Regions from separate parts of the Mus musculus genome. Here region 1 is linked to region 2. The links are chromatin contacts, called in public HiChIP or PLAC-seq maps. All regions are on one chromosome and are shown on one strand. The core of a region is the stretch at or near the end of the contact, and the rest is flanking DNA. Distances in the headings are between cores, read along the strand shown.

Region 1 (3,323 bases), core at 636-3,135, 190 kb before region 2:
TCCTCCAACAGGGCCACACCTCTTTCAACAGGGCCACACCTCTTTCAAGGGCCATACCACCTCCAACAGGGCCACATCTCCTCCAACAAGGCCACACCTCCTTCAACAGAGCCACACCTCCTCCAACAGGGCCATGCCTTCTAATAGTGCCACTCCCTGAGCAGAGCATATACAAACCATGACACCTTGCTTAGGTCCAACTGATGACTGACTTCAAAAATGGTGTGGCACAAGCTGGGGTTTTCAAGCTTCCAAGTGTGTGGCAATCACCCTGCCAGTTCTTAGGAACTCACATAACTCCGATCCCTCATCTCCTGTGATGAGGAAGTTGGTAAGCATCTCTGTTTTGTAGCATTGAAAACCAAGCTGATGTATTTTAAAATTCGGCACTGTTCCTGGCCAACAAAGCTCATCCTGCTCTATGGATACCATGCCCAGGCCTCTGTTGCTCTGGCATGGGACGTCATGAATTGGGGTACAACTGGTGACGGCTCTGCACTACTAAGGTTCAAGTCCTGCCTCATGCTTCATCACATCACCTGGGACTTGTTCCTGCCCTGATCTGGGTTTTGTTTTCCAATCTGTGGGGTGGGTTGAAAAGGTGATCTGTAAATGTCCTGCCAGTTGGGAGCTTCCTGGTGTGGCAGGCTCACGTCTCCTTGGGAAGTTACCATCAGTGTGGTTGGTCCTCCTGGGTCCGTGCCTGCATTCTTGACCTGTTAACAGAGGTTAAGGGGCACCCAGAGGCCACAGACCAAGCTGTCTGTTCCTTGATAGTATGAAGCCTCCGCCCTTGCATATACCTCTCAACTTCACAATCACACTGTTATGCACAACCTACATTCCTTTTTAAATGTTTGTTTGTTTGTTTGTTTGTTTGTTTTCCCAAGACAGGGTTTCTCTGTGTAGTCCTGGCTGTTCTGAAACTCACTCTGTAGACCAGGCTGGCCTCCAACTCAGAAACCCACCTGCCTCTGCCTCCCAAGTGCTGGGATTAAAAGTGTGTGCTACCACTGCCCGGCACAACCTCATTTCTTTGCATCAGATCAATCTTAGAAGCCTCCTGGTGCCACTGGAAGACTTGGGATTTGCAGTTAGACAGGTGGGGCCATTTCTGCAGACAGCTCAGCAGTGAGGAATGCTCCCTGCTCTTGCAGGGGATCTGGGTTCAACTCCCAACTCTCTCCCTCCCCATATTAGGTGGCTCACAACTGCCTGTAACTCCAGCTCCAAGGGATCTGATGCCCTCTTCCGGGAGATCTGTGCTCATGTCTACATGTGCACTGACTCACACAGAGACAATTAAAAGTAAACAAATCTAGGTCAGTGGTGGTGGCTACACCTTTAATCCTAGCTTTTGGGAAGCAGAGGTAGACAGATCTCCAAGTTCAAGGCCAGCCAGAGCTGTATTGTGAGGTCTTTCTTGTCTTGAAAAACAAGAACAAAAGAAAGCAAAACAAAAAACAGAGAAGGGGAGTGCTTGGGGGAGGACAGTTTTTCAAACAGTGTAAGATTTGTTGAGATGCAAGAGGTGTAGTGTGGGCCTGGCCAGCTAGAGTGGGCTGAAGGAAGAAGAGAAAAGCAAGCCTCCCATAGGAAGACCCTCCATTTATGCTGAATTTGAAGTAGGGCAGTGGATGCAAAAACCCTCAGCACAGTGTTTGATGTGCATTGTGTGTCCAAGAAGACACTGAAAGGAATGAAGTTTCCCAGACTGGTGGGGACCCAGAACCTCCTCCAGCCCTGTCTGAGCCTGACATGGCTCTGTCTATAGCCGTCCTCTCCTTCTGCTCCTCCGCAGTTCCGTGGCTAGGTCTCAGCCCCTGTCCTTCATCTGACGTGACAGGAGAGGGAGGGATGCAGAGCCGGGAAGAGGGACTTGAAGAAGATGGATGCTGGCACTGTTGCCATGGCAACCACGGGACGGGCAGGAGGCCCGTTGCCAGGAGTGGTCCCTGCTTTTCCTGGATTCCCAAGCCTTTCAGGGAAGGCAGGAGATGTATCAGGGACTCGAGGATACAGGCAGGCCCTGAGAGACGGATGGGGGTTAGTGATATTTTAGCAGTCTCTTCTGGATTCGTGGGAAGATCTGCTAGTCCCTGTGCTGAAAGATGGGGAAAGAGCAGAAGGAGGGGTGTGGAGAGGGCAGGTTTCCTAAGCACCTACTATAGCTGGTATGTACAGCTGGTTTCTGCACAAGAGGCATCGGGTAAAATCTATAGAGAGATTGTAGTTCAAATCCTGTCTCTGCTTCTTCCCATTTGAGTTGTCTCCTGCCTCCAGACCCTGGTGCCCTGTTTGGCAAAGCAGGTGATGTTGGATGATGCTATGTGGCTTTGCCTGTCTCAGGCTCGTGGCCCAGAGGCTTCTGGGATAGAGGCATGCCTGCTAGGCTGAGTATTGTTTGTGCCTTGCTGATATTGTCACATGGCTTGTAGGGAGGGATCCAATTTACTTCTTTATCTGTGCCTGCCTGTTTTCCTGCCTTCTGTTAATAGACATTTCTTGGTCTTTTGGAGAAGAGAGTCAGGGACTCAGGTCAGTGGTCACAGGACAGGCTGATGATAATGAAGGCTCTTACAGGTAGGACCTGCACAGTGGCAGGGCAGCTTCCTTGCCATGAACCTCACAGGAATTCCTAATAGCTCCAAGAGAGAAAGTCAAGGTTCAAAGTAGTTGCACAAGTCACCTGAGACAGCACAGTTGGCTCCTACCTGATATGGGAACTTGGAAACTGGTGGGTTTGCTAAGAATAAAGTGGTGGTGAGGTTTTTAGGGCTGGGGCCATGGGCTTGCCACAGAGCTGCTTAGTTCTTGACTCCGTTGAGTCCTGGGGATCTGAGAAGGCAGAGGCGAGCCAATCAGCAATCTCTGCAATGCTGAGGCCCGTTTCTCCCATTGCGACTGTGTCGCCATGCAGACAATTCTTAGCATAATTTCCCACTTACTGCGGGTGCCTGACGTCATATTCCCCACCCCCTGCCCCATGGTCTGCACCCCCATCCTGATAATTTTTTCTAGCTGTTTTTCTGTCTCAGGACTGACTTGAGCCAGTGAGAAGTAGGGGTGGGTCTAGCCCCATCCTGTACATGTGGACACCCGGCTCTTCTGTGTTCATGGTGTCTTCATATATCAGCTGCTCACACTGCAGCCCATGTGTCTGTACGAAGTCCTCAAGTTACTGGGAAGGAAGTAGGAAGGCACAGAGGAAGAACTCGGAAGCGGGGACAGGAAGAGAGAGAGGACCAGAAGAAGAACTCAGGGAGAAAGGAAGAGGACCAGAGGAAAAACTTTGGAGGACAGAAAGAGAGGCCCAGTGGGAT
Region 2 (3,490 bases), core at 195-2,694:
GTTTGGCACAGGTAGGGATGCCTGGTTGTTGCTTGGCAGGGAAGGACACACCCCGAAGCACTGGGCTTGGGGACTAGGAAGGGGACTGTGCTTCATAGAAATGGAAGACAGCCGAGGTGGAAGGCACAATGGCTCTCCCACAAACTCTGCAGACAGCCCCAGTCTGTGGAGCTCCTTCAACTTGGTGGTTCAGTGGGAATTGAGCAAGTGGTGGGAATCCCCAGGGACCTACAGGCACTGGACACCCATGGTGTCCTGTGTCACCACAGGTCTCCCCTTTGTGATCAGCTCTAATTTCTCAGGAGTCGGGCGTCACATGCTTGCTACAAACCCCCCTTGGCACCTAAACGCCGACAAAGGTTTTCAAATAAAATATGAGCAAAGTATCTGTGACGGCCACAGCCCTGAGCCCCAAATGTGTTTGATAACATGGAAGCCCTGTGGGTGTCTGACTTTCACCCATGGGGCCCCATTTGGCCAGCGGGTGCCTTGACATACCCCCGGTAGAACAGGTGACCTTAAAAGCCACCGTCTAAATATTCCAGCTCCCGCAGAGCCCAGCCCTACCTGCCACGTGGCTGGGTTTATTTTTAAAGTGGAGCCCCCTTGTCTGTCTGCGTGGGTCTAGATGGGCGGAGTAAATAATTAGAACTGATTTCTCCTCACCCACTCATGAGAGAATAGGAGGCGACATTTGTCTCCGTGTGGGAAGAAGAAGAAAATGAAAGAAAGAAACTTCTTTCCAACCCATGTTGGGTTCTGTGGAGTGTCTCCTCCATCCTTGGACTGTGTCACCAACGTCTTTTGATTACAACATCGGCTTGGAGAGACACTAATTGTACCCTGCTTACAATGCTTGTAATTACAGGGATTACATTTGCCTCATTTCCATATGTCAACACCACGACGAGATGGGTTGGGGGGGGGGGGAGGCGGCCGGGAGCTGCTTTTATAATCGGTTATTGTCTATGGAGAGGAAAAAAAAATCTCTGCACCCAACATGAGTGAAGTGTTCTTTGTTGAAATTGGAAATAAGATTATACATAAAAGTCGTCCTCTGACATCCAGAAAACGGGCAGTTTAAAATAAATTGCGGCTGCTGATCAACTAGATTGCTGGTCCTGATCCCTCTCCGGCTAATGAGGGGGACACCACTCACCGTGCATTTCAAAAGCTCTCTTCTTAATAAAAGATGACCCCCATATCTCTCCTGGAGAAGACATTGTCCCACCCTGATTGTTTGTGACTAAGGCTTCTGGAGGGGGGGGAGAATGGGGAAAAAGGAAAGGAAGGGAAAGAGGGGAGGAGAGGAGAGGTGAGGAGAGGAGAGGAGAGGAGAGGAGAGGAGAGGAGAGGAGAGGAGAGGAGAGGAGAGGAGAGAGCACAAGTATGTAGCAAGCAGGCTCAGAGCTACTCTCATCTGAAGACAGAGGACTCCCAGGTCAATGAGCAATCAACAAACATCCCTGAACAGGACAGTGACCTGTGTTGGAGGAGCTCTGGGTGCTGGCTGCTGCAGTAGCTTTTTGAACAAAGACTTGTCTCCTGTGACACATGGGTTATTTCCATACAAAGGCCAGAGGGACTGGGAAAGAGGGACAGACATGAAAGTAAGGGACTGGGATGTCAGAGAGTAGAAGAAGCAAACCAGCCCCCTTGGGGGGCACCAGGGAGTGAGGAGAGGCAGACTCTGGGATATTGGGGTGTTCCAAGTCACACACACTGTATTATGATATAGTTGTGCACCCCCAATTTGTATGCTCAGCATCCCACCCCTCCCCCCCCCCTTTGATCTCAGAATGTGACTGTATGAGTAGACAGGATCTTGGAGAATGAAAGCAAGTCCTCGGGTGCCCTAAATCCCTCTCCTTCCCCTCCTTTCCCCTCATACACCGCATCCTCCACCGTGAACCATCGCCGGGGAACCCCCACTAAAGTCCAGGAGATGCGCAGTTCTGTGACCCGACAGCCTCTCTCTTTATAAAATGCTCTGCCTGGTGTATTTCAGTACAACACCGGAAACCCGAGATCCTGCCCCGGGCATGCCTGCTGCCAGTGTGTGGAGCATGCTCTGTTGGTTCTTACGCGTACATCGAGGTCACGTGACACAGTTTTGTTTTGTTTTTCCGTCTTTTTTTTTTTTTTTTTTTGAGACAGAGTCACCCAGAACTTGATGTCCTCCCAGAACTCGGCATCCAGGATGCTGGGGTGACACGTGTGCACCCCCATGCCCAACATCTGACTTTTCTTTTTGAATTCATGCTTCAGGTAGCACCGCCCCAATCTTGCACTTCCCAGACAGGAGGCAGAGTGACTGGGGTTCTCACAGGAAACCCCATGACGATGCCCTCACTCTCTCCCTGTTACTTTCACTGAACAGGACACAGGCTGTACTTTAAGGGACATGAAAACCCCCTATGATAATCAAGGAACTGCAGACCGCAAGGTTGCAGGCTTGGAGGCAGGGACCACACTGCCCGCCCTACATTCTTGAAGTGGGCACCCCTAGAGAAAACAGAATGGGAGGTGTTCTAATATCCGAAGCCACGAAAGGACAAGTCCCCCAAGGAGCCAGATACGTTTCAAGTCCTGAGAAAGGGGGAATGGATGCACTTGAGACCTCACAGCGAAACCACAGTGGTACCTCCCTGGGATCTACCGCAACATCTCATAAAAAAGATCGGTGGGGGCCTCGGCATCGATCAATCACAAACCATTTCTGTCAGTGTCACAGCGCTGCAATGCTTGGGGAAGCTCACAGACACATCTGCTAAATTTAAAGGCTTTGGGGTTTGAGAACAAACAAATAATAAATAAACAATTTTATAATGAAATGAAGAGGGCACAGGAGACCTTTGAGCTGGGAGATGAGGAAGCTGAGGTAAATGGAAGATGAAGTTAATGTGTCTGTGTGTGTGTGTGTGTGTGTGTGTGTGTGTGTGTGTGTGTCTGTGTTTTTGTGTATGTGTGTGTGTGTGTGCGCTTATGTTTGTGTTTGTATATGTGTGTCTCTGTGTGTGTATGTGTGTGTGTCTGTATGTCTGTGTCTGTGTGCATGTATGTGTATGCCTGTGTGTGTTTGTAAATGTGTGTCTATGTGTGTGTCTGTATGTCTGCATCTGTATGCATGTGTTTGTGTGTGTGTCTGTGTACATGTGTGTGTGTTTGTGTGTGTATATCTGTGTGTGCCTTTGTGCATGTGTGTCTGTGTGCATGTGTGTGTGTCTGTGTGTTGTGTGTGTACACATTTCTCTGGTGTGTGTGTGTGTACATATACAAGGTTTACAAGGTCACAAATAGAAGGTTGGGATGGATGGATCAGTGGGTGGATAGATGAATGGATGGATGGGTGGGTGGATGGAGGGATGAGTGAGTGGATGGATGGATGGATGGATGGATGGATGGGTAGGTGGATGTGTGAATGGATGAACAAGAAGTGAATAACATGTTTCAAAGACAGTCTGAAGGTAGTTGAACCTAGACTAGATCC

Evidence for each region. HiChIP or PLAC-seq counts read pairs in DNA pulled down with a chosen protein or histone mark.
Region 1: a contact with region 2 is called in an H3K4me3 HiChIP or PLAC-seq map of embryonic basal ganglia, with 2.5 times the contacts expected there. The contact joins two enhancer-like sites. A contact is called at or near these places in 1 of 484 Hi-C or Micro-C datasets (nephron progenitors) and 2 of 115 datasets of contacts at active chromatin or transcription factors (embryonic basal ganglia and embryonic forebrain).

The regions. Positions count from the first base shown.
Region 1 is chr5:112,028,728-112,032,050 of GRCm38.p6, reverse strand. No RefSeq gene overlaps it. Among named protein-coding and RNA genes, the nearest start is that of Gm36794, 84 kb to the right of the region's middle. Within about 2 kb of position 1,885, at least 20 of the 459 cell types and tissues checked have an H3K27ac peak or open chromatin away from gene starts, as enhancers often do. A contact at or near this core is called in embryonic basal ganglia, where this site is marked.
Region 2 is chr5:111,841,190-111,844,679 of GRCm38.p6, reverse strand. No RefSeq gene overlaps it. Among named protein-coding and RNA genes, the nearest start is that of Gm36535, 50 kb to the right of the region's middle. Within about 2 kb of position 1,444, at least 33 of the 459 cell types and tissues checked have an H3K27ac peak or open chromatin away from gene starts, as enhancers often do. A contact at or near this core is called in embryonic basal ganglia, where this site is marked.